2 separate regions of the Mus musculus genome follow, and region 2 is linked to region 1. The links are chromatin contacts, called in public HiChIP or PLAC-seq maps. All regions are on one chromosome and are shown on one strand. The core of a region is the stretch at or near the end of the contact, and the rest is flanking DNA. Distances in the headings are between cores, read along the strand shown. Region 1 overlaps Zbtb20 (zinc finger and BTB domain containing 20). Region 2 overlaps Zbtb20 (zinc finger and BTB domain containing 20).

Evidence for each region. HiChIP or PLAC-seq counts read pairs in DNA pulled down with a chosen protein or histone mark.
Region 2: an H3K27ac HiChIP or PLAC-seq map of heart atrium shows a contact between it and region 1, with 11 read pairs. The contact joins two enhancer-like sites. A contact is called at or near these places in 15 of 484 Hi-C or Micro-C datasets (the C2C12 cell line, Sertoli cells, adipose-derived mesenchymal stem cells and 10 more) and 1 of 115 datasets of contacts at active chromatin or transcription factors (heart atrium).

What each region holds. Positions count from the first base shown.
Region 1 is chr16:43,588,269-43,595,332 of GRCm38.p6, forward strand. The region is part of intron 9 of Zbtb20 (zinc finger and BTB domain containing 20); the gene reads left to right. Among named protein-coding and RNA genes, the nearest start is that of Mir568, 49 kb to the right of the region's middle. Within about 2 kb of position 3,938, at least 70 of the 459 cell types and tissues checked have an H3K27ac peak or open chromatin away from gene starts, as enhancers often do. A contact at or near this core is called in the C2C12 cell line, adipose-derived mesenchymal stem cells, cerebral cortex and 5 more, where this site is marked.
Region 2 is chr16:43,462,493-43,469,556 of GRCm38.p6, forward strand. It overlaps Zbtb20 (zinc finger and BTB domain containing 20), which reads left to right. Exons shown (of 11, transcript NM_001285805.1): 5 at 455-494. Among named protein-coding and RNA genes, the nearest start is that of Gm15713, 46 kb to the left of the region's middle. Within about 2 kb of position 2,394, at least 151 of the 459 cell types and tissues checked have an H3K27ac peak or open chromatin away from gene starts, as enhancers often do. A contact at or near this core is called in the C2C12 cell line, adipose-derived mesenchymal stem cells, cerebral cortex and 5 more, where this site is marked.

The sequences.
Region 1 (7,064 bases), core at 2,688-5,187:
TAGAAAAAGTAAATGTGTTTGATGAAAATGAGAATTATTCTCAGTTACCTGGCTTGGGTACCATTTTCATTTCTGAAACAGTTTGCAATAGTTAGGAGGAAAATAAAACCTGAAGAATAAATTCAATGAGGCTTGCTGACTTTGTCCCTGCTTCCTGTCCTGTGGTACCCACATAGTTTGGGGCAGTATGTGGAGAGGTTTTAGACATTTGCTTCTCTTTCTTCCTGAGTGTTTCTGCTGGTGGGTGTAGAATTGCAAGGACACACATGGAGGAACTTGATCTTCAAATCTTCCAGTAATAGCTGCAGATTGAAAGCCAAAGCAGATTATGTGCAAGTCTGTATACATCCCAAGTCAGAGCTTTAAAATGATAACTTACTGAGTCATGAGTTCTGCATCTTGCATGCAGAATTTCTTAAATCACATGTTGATGGCTAATCAGCAGAATCCAAAGACGCAAATTAGATGGTACAATATTTACAGAGAAAATATATGTGTAGCTCACAGAGTAACGATCCTCACAGTTACCATCCCACCCAAAAGGGAAAAAAAAAAAGAAGAGGCAGCAGCAGCATTGCAATCTGAACTCTCAGTATTGTAGCCAAGAAGGGAGCCCGTCTAACAGTAGAAGGAACTGAAGACAGAATATTTTTGGTAGCAGGGGTCCAAACCCTCTGAAGAGTCAGAAGCAGCACTGCAAGGTGAACCATTCCTGTTATTCAAATAACATAGCCAGTATATGTGTGTGTCATATAACTTTTAATATTAATAATATATTCTTATATAATATATAACTCTCAAATAATCTTAGAAATATATATGGATGCATATATATATATATATATATATATACTTTAAAAATATTTGAGAGCTTCATATGTGTATATAATGAATTTTAGTCATTTCACACATGCACACACCCATTACCTTCCCATCCTTTTCCTTCTCCCTCTGAAACTGTTCAATCCCAGCAATGCCCCCCTCCCTCCTTAATGTCTTTTGTGTGTAGTTATGACTCTGTAAGTTTAGTTACAGTTTCTTGTATGGGCAATGGTGACAGGTTATGTCATGGAGCCCTGGTCAGCATTAATTATCAGTAGTTCCTTAGGGAATCATGGAGTCTCATGAGCCCCTCCTCTGACCATGAAGAGATATTGAGGCACGCACTCTTGTACAGGACTGATGTGGATACCTGTTGTTGCAGTGATATGTCATCTCTAGAATACCTCTTTTGCGACACACCTTCCAGTCCTCTTCCCTTTGATGATGTTCTCTGAGTCTTGAAGAGGGCGGTAGATGTCCCATTGAAGTCTCAGCTCTCTTGTGTCTGCTTAACCACTGCCTACTGCAAAACAAATCTCCCTGATGAAGGCAGCCCTGATCTGTGTGTGTAAACATGACTGTTTAGAAGGCAGTTTGACCACATGTCCATTTATCCGAGTGATGGGAGTGTGTTTCCCTAGGACCGATGGTCTCCCAGCCACAAGCTTTGGACAAGGTTTACTGTATCAGAATGAGCTCCCTCCTTGGAGCAGGCCTAAACTCCAGTCAGAAAGGGGTTAGCCATAACATCCATGCTCTGGCAGCTTTAAAAAAAGCATTACATGTGAGGAGGGGACACACACATACTCCACAGCATGTGTGTAGAAGCCAGGGATAACTTACTCGTTCTTTTCTTCCATCGTATAGAGGCATGGGTTGGACTCAGGTCATCAGCTGGAGTAGCAAGTATCTCCATCCACTGATCCATCTCAAAGGCTCCTTGCCAGTTCTTGTAACTCCTTATTTTAATAATTTATTATTTACTTATTCATACATTCATTTTTGTCATTCTGGGAAGCGGACCTGTTGCCCCACACTTGCTAGGCAGTTGCTGTGCCGCTGAATGGTCAGCCCCAGCTAAAATGTTGAATGCCTGTTTTATCCAGGCAAACTCTGCTGTTGTCCATTTCCTCATCTCTTGGATCCAGTAAAGTGCTTAGCCATAGTAGGTGTTCAGCCAGTGTTTGCAGAATGGATGACTGAAGGAGATAGGGCAGCTCAGGGAACTGTACTACTGAGCATATTGCAGGGTTATAATATTGAATTGAATTTTTCCACTCAGCAGACCTACATAACAAAGTGCATCCCAGATACCCTCAGGTTTGTATGCTGGGAAAACAGAGTGCTTTCTCTTGATCATAGACCGCTACATGTTTTGATTTTAATAGCAATATGGCAGGGTTAAGGTCAACTTTGTAATATAATCTGGTGCCTGTTTGTTCATAGATATGAAAATAGATGTTCTTCACAAGATGCTCAAACAGATGATTGGGTGAAAGCTCTAGAAAACCTTGCAATAACTAAAAGGAAAGATCTCCCACTTCTGCTTTCCATCACTGTCAAATGGGGTACAGTTTTGTGCAGCCCCAACCATTCTTTCTTGTCTCATCATCTTCCCAGGTCCAGTCTTTGTCTGGCGAAGGCAGCATATGACTGTTAGTATAGCAAGGAGATGGTTCTTGAGAAATCCAGCCCCCACACACAATGCTCCAGAGCTCCTCCCCTGGGAATGGCATGATTGGATCCGCAGCAGGCAGAGCTGGCCCAGGGAAATAAGAGCTTGGCATAGAATCTTAGGGCCCTCCTGCTGGAGGGGCCCTCAAGAGAGTTGCTTCACACCCACCCTCCTTCAACTGGCTGGACAGTAGAAAGATGTGTAAGAAAACAAATTCCTGGCTGAATGAATAGAGGATTAAGTGAACGAGAGATGAGTCCCCTGTTCCAGAAGTCTCTGCCATCCCACTTGAATAGAAAGGCTAACTTTGAAGCCACTCTGTTCTCCATGGCATGATTTTGTATATACTCAGCTTTGGAATATGGTTGCCATCTGCTGCCAGTACATAAGACTAAGGAAGTATTGGGGTGGGTAGGAGGAGGCTGGGAGGAAAGAAAGAGACACTTAAATGAGCTAATGATCTGCTTTGTGTTGGAGTCTAGGTTTCAGAACATCAGTTCCGTACTGTAAGAACAAAACACCAGTGTGTCTTAGGCCACACCAGGCGCCGGCACATCAGATAAGGCCCATGCTGTGTAGTGTTCAGCCACTGAGCCTCAAGAAGTTTTGAAAGTGAAATTAGAGGAGCAAACCAAGGAAGCCAAAGTGGGAAAGCTCTTAGGGTAAAATATGATCAGAAGGACTCTGCAGATATGTGTCTTCGAGGTTACAGTAGTTCAAACATGACTCTACTAATTAAAGACTTGGAAAATAGTCTCAATCCTAGGAACTTAAAGATCTTTAAACTAAAGTGGAGACTTCTCCATCTACTGCAAAGGCATTGTGAAGCTTTTGTACAGTCACAGGATGAGAGTGACCCAGCTATTGTGCATTGTTGTGCACTTAACTATTGATTAAGAGCCATAGATTGCTGTCCTGGCAGCAGGAGTGGGTGGTCTTTTACAAGCAAAAACCCTGGTAAGCAAAGCCAGCAAAGGCAAGACCATCTATCTCTGAAAAGCAGTGAATAGCTCAGAGAGCTTCCTCTTTCCCTGATATTATCTGTATAAATTACCAGTTATGGCACAGGATCATGTTGATAATTTATATACCAAAATGACATGCCAAAGAATAATAATTAAGCAGAGATGTACACTAGTGAAAAAATTATCCCAGCGAAGTTTACTTTTGAGAAAGATTAGCTAATTAGCCAAGTATGACATTTGAAGGCAAGTCCCCTTCTACTCTTAATAGTAGCTCTGTCTCCACTTTGAGGAGTTAGCAGGATTGTAGGGCAGAAATATTTTCTGGCGTGAAAAGGAAAGAATTCCTTCATTACTATAAGCAAAGTGAGGAGACAGGGAGAGTTGTGGAAAAGCAGAAAATCAGATCAGCACGCATAGAAAGTGGTTGCAAGAGCATGTCGACCTCAGAGCCCTAGAATGACCAAGCCAGGAAATATTTGTTGGCTGTACAAGCTTTGGCCTTGATTCGTATCTGCCATCAGAGCGAAGTCATCCACAGCTGTGATGCAACCACAGAATGTTATTAATGTCCTCAGCCCCTCTCATATGCAGTCTCTCATCCCAGGAGCCCAGTGTGCCTTAGGACTCTGCTTGGCTTCTCCCAAGACAACCCCATGGAGCATAAACATCTTCATTTATAGATGAAATAACTGGTCCACAAAGGCCCGACTCTGTTCTCTGGCTTCAAATGTGAAATGATTAATAGTCATGATGCTGACCCAGCACGTTGTGCTATTTTTTACATTATTTTGGGCTTCTCAGACAAAGGACATATTTTATCTTTCTCATTATTATTTTTAATTACTTTTCAGAAAAGTCAAGATAAAAAAAAGAAGAAGAATCTAACAAATATCCCATAGAGATATTTGGTATTTTCTCTCTCTCTTTTTGAGAATAAATTAAGATCTTCTCTGCTTCTCTATGCTGGATCTCTGCAGATAGTCACAGTCTCATGCCAGTTTTCAGAGGAATAAGGGCTCATTCTAATGGCTGCATCACAGTCCCTTCTGTGAAGAAACAGCCTTTTAAATTCCTGTCTGGACACTGAATAACTTGTTTTTGGTTTAAAAACTTTTAACAGTTTGACCTGAAAACTTTTAAACATTACTAATATACAACCTGGTTGTGAGTTTAGCAATAAATTTAGACCCAGTATGTGAAAAGCCAAAGAGAAGACTAGTGGCTTTTATTCTCCCTGGTGACCTGCACTAAATGTTGCATATTTACTTTGTAAATGAGGACACCCAGTGGCCAGCAAGTGAAAATATTCTAAACAATCCCCGACACTGTTAACATAAATATAAAGAGCTGTTGTCAGCACCCATTGATAGATAGCTTCTAGCATCTACTACCAAGCACTGGTTTCCCTGGGTCAGGCAAGAGTGGAGCCTGATAATTTTCTACCTCACTTTCCAGACTAGGTGTCTCTTTCCCTTTCATATAAACGTGGCTCGCCATCTTTGGCATCCACTGAATCGTCAGTGGCAGAAGGGCCTAGTAGAATATTTCTTAGGACAGATGAAGTCAGGAAGTTGAGAATAACTTAACAGAGATCAGAAATAATAAACAGATGAGTGTGGTTTAAAAGAAGTGAGGTAAGTTCATAAACCATAAGTTCATGGTGAAGACAGAGCCATGGTTATTAACTAATGAGAGAGTAAGGAAATTAAAAACAAAACCCAAGAGGAAGAACAGATGTGGGCCACCAGGGACTAGAAGGACCTCCTGGAACAACGGGTAGGCTCACCTCAGAGCAAATGAGCCCTGAGCTCCACTTATTCTCAGCAGTGTCTGTACAGTGTCTGTTATGGAGAAGTAACCAAAGAGAACACCTACCCCTTTGGGGGAATGTGTGGGACAGTGTCAGGGATCCAGTTAGCAACCTGTGTTCTTTCAGTTACAGTTAGAGTTGTACTTGTATTTGCAGTAGGTAAGGTAGAGCTGTCTTATGGCTGTAAGACAGGCACAAGGGAAAATGGGGAAGGCATTAACTTACTGTCATTATAAACTATCTAGTATGTGTGTAAAGTACAGCTATATTCTTAAACATTCAAATATGTGAACCATTTCCTTGTTTTTCTTAAGAAAATTAAACCTAAGACTCCTGGGTGACCAGTTTATATAGAAACCTAATGAAGTCTCAAGACTGTCTTCCCCTCCCCAGATTTGTACAAGACATGGGAAATCTAGGGAAGGGGTCACATCCTTGGTCCATAGTGAGCTTTGTAGTTGGCATTGCTTGACTCTCTGATCCTTTTGGCTTCTAGGAACTACTCCACTCTCTGTGGTTATAGATGCCCTCAACATGGAGCCTGAGTCCCTCGGATCACTCTTTCTCTCAGAACAGTTAGTGTCCCTTTATGTCTAGCCCCCCAAAATATGCAAAGACATTTTCCACAAAGGCTTATGTGCAAGTTGACTTGTTTCAGTTCTCTTTTGTTTTGTCTGTGAGAGCCTTTGCTGAGATAGGGTCTTACCACATACCTTGGACTGACAAGTCTCCCACCTCAGCCTCCAGGATGCTGTGACCACAGAAATGAGCCATCGCTTGCTTACCTTTAATATTTTAAAGGAAGATGATGATTTTTCTTCTCAGTAATATTACCTCAATCTGACTTCAAAGCATCAGACTCCCCCCTTCATATCCTAGAAAGAGTCCTAATTAGTTCCCTTTAGAAGACCAAATTGAGAATGAAAACCCTTCCTTGTAGGGATTAATAAACTCTGAAACCACAGCTCTTTTGGATGAGGGAGCCCATGTCCATATACAAACACTCAATGCTTCTGATCTACAGGAGGAGGAGAAATGGGACTCTCTTATAAACGCCTTCTCATTCTATAACAACAAACGAAAATTTAATAATTCTACTTATACCTCCAAACCAGTGGAAAGCAGGAAAAGGAAGAACTCAGCATAAACCCTAGTAATCATGTGAAGTGTCCCAGAGAAAGGAGAGTTGTAAATAAGTTTCAGGGAAGGTTTGTAAGGTTTGGTGAGTGGAAAAGCCCAGTGACTTGAGAACTTTTGTAAGATGAGCAGAAGGAGAGAATGTGGAGTGAGTGCAGTCGGGAGACCATGGCACAGTGGTACTTAGCTGGTCTAGCACGCCCTAGACTCCACCAACAGCAAGCTTCCATCCTAGCCCCCAAGTGAGTAATGAATACCATATAGGTGGAAATCTGCAAAATGACCAGGCTCTTGAATCAGTTCAAAGATTCTGTTTGAGAATACAATGAGAATCAAATTAAACCAACCTGACAGACATGAGACAAGACTGTAAGAACACAGGTAAGGCGTCATAGAGCTCGGTCCTTCTACTCCAATCCATGAATACTATTGTAAATATTATAGCACTACAGAACAGGGTATGGAGATAGAATAATATTAAAGCAAACTTCTCCTTATGAGCACAACTGTGAAGTGTGCTTTCTGCTCCATTTGGTCAGCAGCGCTTCCTGGAGCTTTTGAACTCTGTCAACACTTCTGCACTAGCTTAGCATCATCTTCTTAGCACAAGAAAGGAACCTACCTGTTCGTTTTAATTTTATTTTAGATTTTTACA
Region 2 (7,064 bases), core at 1,144-3,643, 130 kb before region 1:
ATCAAAAACAGAGCTCTCTTCAGTACAGAAATGTTCTGTGTGCTCTTCATTAAGGTCATCGCCAGCTACGCATGGCCATTGCACACGTGGAATGTAGCTAGTGTAACTGAAGCTCTGAATACGGAGCTTTTCATTAAAGTTAAGGAATGTAAGGAGACACGCATAGCTAGTAACTACTTTAGTGCACAGGACTGCCCGTCCCTCTAGACAGGCTGTCTAATAGAGGCCAAGTGACATCAGGAAAGGTCTGGGTCCTTTTTGTACAGGAATACACTGGCCTCCATCATAGCAAGGCTACAGCTCTTGAAACTTGCTGAAGTTGGACATTAATGATTTTGTGGCTACAGGTGACAAAGTGTGGGAGCAGTGAGTCCCATCAGGAATCTCAAGGTTTTGTGGTCCACCCCTGCATTAGATTTTGTGTCTAATTCTTTGTCTTTTCTTTCATTTTCAGTCCCTTGACCACCAGTCTGTTGCCTGTTGCTGCTCTTCATGTGAGTAAAAGTGGCTTCTTTGCCTTTAAAAAAAAAAAGAAGTAGTAGATTTGGGGAAAAAAAACTCTGGGTTTTGGTGTCCTATTTCCTGGTTGACTTTACTGTGGTGTCTAGCATCCATGTTTAGCGCCTTTTCCTGCTTGGAGCCAAGTCGGGTAGTATACTGCTGAGCTGCCCTGTGTGAGGGAGCCAGCAGCCCAGCCATTGTCCTCTGAAAAGACTGCCCTTTCCCTTGCTGCAGCTGCTATTTGCAAAAGTCGCTGCTCTTCTGAACTGAAGCTTACAGTCCACAGCCAGATCTCAGCAACAGTTGGGCTTTGCTCCTCTGTCAATCAATGAGCAATTATTTATTCTTCCGTTATTCACTCGTCCCTAGGTCCAACCATTTTTAATTTTAACTTCTAGATCAGAGCTTTCATTTATTGACAAAATTTATAATATCCTTTTACCAAGAAGTACAAGCCTGAAAAGTAAATAGGCTAAAAATTTGTGCAAAATTATAAAGTCTAGGAAGAAAAATAAAAGAAATCCAGGATTCACATGTGCCTGCAAGTTTATAGAATGCGCCATTTCTTTTCAGAGAAGACAGGAAGTTTTTTAGGGGAATAAAAAGAAGAAATGGAGAAACAAAACTTGATTTAAAATGAAAAAGAGAACATTTATTATTTAAAGACCAAACCTGCCTGCACTGAGCAGATTTGGATAAATATTACTTTGGACTGCTTTTAGGAGATTCTGGGGCAATGAAATCAAATGATCAAGTCACTACCAAGAGGCACCACCTAGGAAATCCTACAGAGACAGGCAGTCATCTCAGATAATAGCTAAGTAACCGTGACCGTGGGTATCCTGCTCATTGCATCTCCCTTTGTCCCTCGATCACATTGCCACCTCCCCGTCTGTGGTGGTTCCTGTGCTGCAGTGGTCTGCACCAAATGACGAGGTCTCTGATTTCACATCTATGTGGCTTTCACTATCAGTCCTAGAAGCCTGCAGCAGACATATTTAATACAGGAGAATGCAGGGAAAGATGCTAAGGCTAAAGTCAAATGTGACATTTTATCTGACATAGGAAGGAGGCTGGTTAGACTCCTCAAGGAATGGTGCTGTGTTATACAACAGGGCCAGGTCCTACCTGGCCCTAAGCCATCTCATTCCCTGTTCATTCTCAGTGGTGATACAGCCGGTCAGCTAATGCTTTGGATGATGTTGGTGTGCATGCTCATCGTTACCACTGTGTCTTCCTACCCTTCCCTTCCCCTTCGTTACCTAGCACTGCATATTTCTAGTCCTCTGACTGGCAAATCATTTTGTAACAGCTCTTTTGTGTAAAAACAGTTCGCATAATAGCTCAGTGTTAGACAAGGCATTAATCCTCACATCACCAAGATGAGTCAGCACGATGAACTCCTGCCCGCCTAGCTCAGCTATTATGACGTCAGTGCTTTGGGGCAAGCATGAGACACAAACCGTATAGGAGACCTGTGTCACCTAGTAGAAATCAAGTCGGGAGGCCTCTAATTGAAAGTCCGTGTGGGCCTCATAGGAAATTGTGAAGCTAATTCTGTGCTACATCAGCAGAGCAGTTTCTGGACTTTTTTTTTTTTTTTAGCAGAGTAAGGCTGGGAAAAGAAAACCGTGTCACAAGCTGATAGTCCATTCATGTACTCATGACCTTGTCCTACCCCAAGCCAGGCTTCATGCTTGCTTGCTTGACTTGTTAGAAATCCTCAAGTTGCCTTTATGCCAGCAGGATGACGGAGCCAGTAACAGTCCCGTGTCCTCAAGTGCTCCCATGGACAGCAGCTGATGGCTCCAGGGTGCTGCTCTAGAGGCCCCTCAGCAGCAAAGGAACAGTTCCTTGGGAACAAACCAGAGCATTATCCCCAGGGCCTCTCCTTCCCAAGCGCCTCCTCAATGACCTCCTCGGGACAGGTGCAAGACTCAGCCTGTTTGACCTTCTGTCCTTGGCACTGCATGCAATGTCCGCATCTGGAATTGACCCAGATTTAAATAGGAGTTGAATAGCTGCCACGATTTCCTGCAAGAGTTTTCTGTCCCATTATTCTTCGGCAGAAACAGAAAGGAAAACTCCACAATCTACCACGCTGCCTCAAAGCAGATGACACAGACTAGCCCTGTTTGGGGAGCCCAGTTCTTGTCAGCAAGGCTTCTCTGAAATTCAGACCCAGATATGTTCTCTTGCCAGTCCTTTACAATATTAAAAGTTAATCATCAGAAGGTGGTAATGTATTCCATTACTGACATTCTGTATTAAAAAGATGCTACATCACAGCCTCCATCCTGCCCTGCCCCATCTAACTCTCACCCAAGCCAGTCACCAACCCCTGTGATAACCCAGAAAATGCCTCAGTGCTGGGATTTTCCACTTTCATTAGAGTGCTAGTAGTCTCTTACCATGCTTCTAAGAGCTATGGCTACTGCTTGGCTTGGTTTTGATTAATTATGCACAGTTCTTTATTTAGTTTTCAGTCAACAAACGTTTATAGAAAGCCTGTAACAGTGCTTAGTTCTGGGAACTCCAAGATAAATGAGAAATGCCACCTTTCATTAAGAATGGCACAGTCTGGGGTTGAGAGAACAGCTCAAGCTGGAACACTTGTAGCTCAGTGAAGTGGAGCGGGAGTGCAGGCCTGGGCTTGCCCCACAGCAATGCAGAAAAAAAAAAGAAAGAAGCCCTCAGTGTTCTAGGGACGATGACCATGTGCAAAGGCTGTTTTGTGACCAGCACTGGAATTCAGGTATCTCCAAATGCTTACCCATAGAGAAGGTTCAAGCTGGCTCAGAAAGTGAAAATAGTGACTAGGGGTTTACCAAGTGGGCACAGGAGGAGAGAGAGAAAGGGGTTTGTTGTTAGAGAAAACAAGAGCATTTAAAAGTGAGAAGGCACCAAGTAACCGCCAGGTCTAGCTACTGAGTTCTCGAGTGTGCTAGCATGTGATAGACAGGAGTCAAGTCAAAGGGGCCTCTGATGCCAAGCAAAGGAGTTTAGACTTGATCGTACACCCCTGAAGATAGTTTAAAGAAACCTAAGGCAATTGCTTAAGACTTGAACTGTGCAGTGAGTGAACTGTGCAGTGAGTGGAGATGAGATGTCATTTCAGAGTGCTGACTCAGGCATTAACATTTGTGTAACTCAAGCATATCTTTGCCTTGCCCTTTAGGAGAAAGGCTGATGTTACCGTGGTTGCCAAACTTAAAGCCAAACCCATCCTTATGGGAGTTCCACTGAAGGCCTCAGTCTAGCATCACACTGAGCTGCTGCCTGCTAGCCTTGAGATGTACAGGGTTCTTCTGCCCACAGGGGGCATGGGATAGCTAGGAGAGAGAATATGAGAGACAAAAGCACTTTTAAATAATGGCTCTCTAAAGTCAATCAATTCCCGATTTCCTGTCATTTTTCCATTGCTGCCTTTTTCTAAGCAAAATTTCCAAGCCATTGAACTGAATTGAAACTTATGCACAGCCGGGTGTTGAAACAATTCAGTATATTCATTCCTTCTCTCTGAATTAGAGTTCACCATAAGTGTGCTTTTCTCTCGTTCACTCTGGGCTGCCAGGACAATTTTAAAGGAGAATTTCAGCAGCTTGTGTCTCACGTACCATGTTCTCTTTGCAAACTGGAGTATCTGCGTGGGTGTGTTTAAGTTGTCTCTATACTGCTTTCTAGAAAGGTTTGAGAAGATGCACACGATGAAGAGTAGGGACCTATTACAAACCCAGATCCCCCAGTGACCTGAGTGCAGAACGTAGGCTGGTGATCAGATGGTCAATTATGTGTTTGTCAAAACACAGTGGGCTGCATTCCAGACTGCCAGCTTTGGAGGCCCAGCTTCTGCCAACCAAATGTCATCTGGGAACATGCAACACTGGGCACTGTGAAGGAGTTTGAAATAGACCATGCCACAGCCAACCTACTGCCAGTCTTATAGCACCAATATGGCATGCACAGCCGGGCCCCATGTTTCAGAGCTCAGGAATTCACTGTACTCCATTCAAGGGGTCAGATGGGTTCATGTTTTCAAAGCCTATGTTCTCTGATTTGAACACTGTGACTTGTTCCTCAGCAATTTCCAAGGGATTTTTCCAGTCACATCTCTGTGGAAACCTCTCGCTCTGTGATGCTTATGAGAGCCTTGTGAAATGTCCCAGAGGAGAGAGGGTAAAAACAAACCTGCTCTCACAATGACGGACTCTTTAAGGGATTCCAGCTCTAAGGAAATTACATTAAAGGTGCATAGCTTTTAAAATATCAGGAACCACCTTGGCAACTTATAAAAAGCAGAAGGGCTTTGCCTATTTTATAAAGTGATTTGCATATACCTGCATAAATAATGTCCCCACCTGTACTTTTATGCATTTAGGTTGAATAAATTAAATTCAGTGATCTTTAAAGTATTCTGTGTCTTTCATTGCTCAGATACCATTTTCAAGACCCTTCCTCTTCACCCCACCCCCAGCCCTGAGATTGTAGTGGCTATTTGTTTTTTAATCTTTTGGCTAATTCTGAGAACTAAAGTACACTGCACATCAGTCTACAACAACCAGAAACATTATCTTCCGCTGCTTGAATTTCTCTTTTCCTTTCGATCATTGGGCCAAGTATTACTTTTTTTTTTCCACAAGAGTAAATGGAAGAGTATACCATTAATGTGAAAGCATAGCCCAGGGAAGGATTCATACACAGTCCAGAGATATTAGCCTTATAGTATTTTCATATTAACCTTTTCTTTCCTTTCTTTCCTTCTCCTGTTCCTTGGCTCCCATGCTGTTTCTCTGTCTCTGAACACGGTCTTAGTATGTAGTACTAGGCTGCCATAATTGGATTCATCTTTGCTTGCCTTGGTCATTGATAAGTTCATTCAGAAACCGCCTGTCTACCAACTCTATCAGTTATAACCTGGGCCTTTATGCCAAAGCCTGGTCAACAGACCAGCCATAACCGCATTCATCCTACAAGATATTAAGCATGTGCCGTTGTTTGAGACTAATCATGTTTAGTGGAGTTAAAATACATAGTTTTTGTGCTTGCTTGTACTAAGGAAACTTAAGGTTGAGTTGAGAAAAGAAATTAAACTGTTGAGTGATTTTTATATGCACATAAGACAATAAATGACTAAATTCCAAATGGAATGATATAAATTCAGAAAGTACTATAGGTTTTATTCTCAAAATTGAGCCTTATCAGCTGAAATTTTTCATGTAAAATACAGTTCAGCTCGATATTGAAAAGTGAGTAAAATGTAAAAAGAAAAAAGTAAGATTATGATATTTGAAGCAAAAACATAATCTGGGTGTTGGGGTCTTGAAGTGGTTCTTAAGTAGCACTGGCCTTCCTCGGTCAAGATCTAAGACTTGATCTTAGAAGAAAAGGAAAATAAAAAGCCTGAGAGATAACCCTCTACCTACATCAGTAGAGCAAGCTTGGCTGCCTACATTCAATCCCAGAATCCACATACAGCCACAGGAACAGAACCTCCTCCAAACAGTTGTCCTCTGACACACACACACACACACACACACACACACACACACACACACAGACACACACACACACGCACACACACACAGACACACACACACACACACACACACACACACACGGACATATCATATACACATGCACAATAGAATTTCAAACAATAAAAATGATAACTGAGAAAATAATTTTATAACTCTTGGTTGGAAGGTGTAACATAGTGGTAAAGTCAGAAAGAGCTCTGTGACTCTCATGCCTTCGTTCTAAACTTAAAAAAAAAGATGTAAGAAGATAAGAACAACACCTTGCCAGGTCACTAATTTCTTTAGTCTTGAGTAGGAAAGAAGGAAGAAAGATACTACAATCCTGCCCATACACGGTTTGATAGTCCCATTGGTCCTGGTTTGAGATGCAAACCAAGGACTATCTTATCAACAGGATGACTAATCTCTGTGGGGCAGAATAAGAAATAAGGTAAGAAAGAGGCAAGACAGGATTAGAAAACTGATTTGGAAACTAGGTATACAAAAGGTACATTCTTACTAACCCCAAGTTCCACAGCCTGGAAATCAACAGCGTGAAGAAGTACATAAGATAAAGATCTGAGCCTGGAGCCAGTAGGACAAGCAAAGTTCCACTTGTCAAATGGGACACCCGTGGGGTCACAATCGGGAGCTCTACTGTTTGTCTAAGATCTATATTTTGAGGGCTTTTCGGAGTCTCCACATTGCTTCAGTTAGAACTTGAAAGAAGTAAGCAAAAATGAAGTTGATTAAGTAAAACCTATTGGAAGAAAAATACAATTTTTGTATCTCTGCCTAAACTAATTATAGCAGTATTTACTGAATCACTGCCTTGCTTCAGAAAAGTACACTATTAAGATATGCTCTTACTATAATTGTACAAATGAGGAAACTGAGATTTACCAAGTTTGATTAATTTTTCCACAAATACTTAATAAGTGTTAGAGATAGAACTTGAATTGGGACCATCTGTTCTTAAAATCCAAGGCCAAAATTCATTCAACACAGGCAAGTGTCTCCTAATGTTACAGAGATAATGGTGAAGAA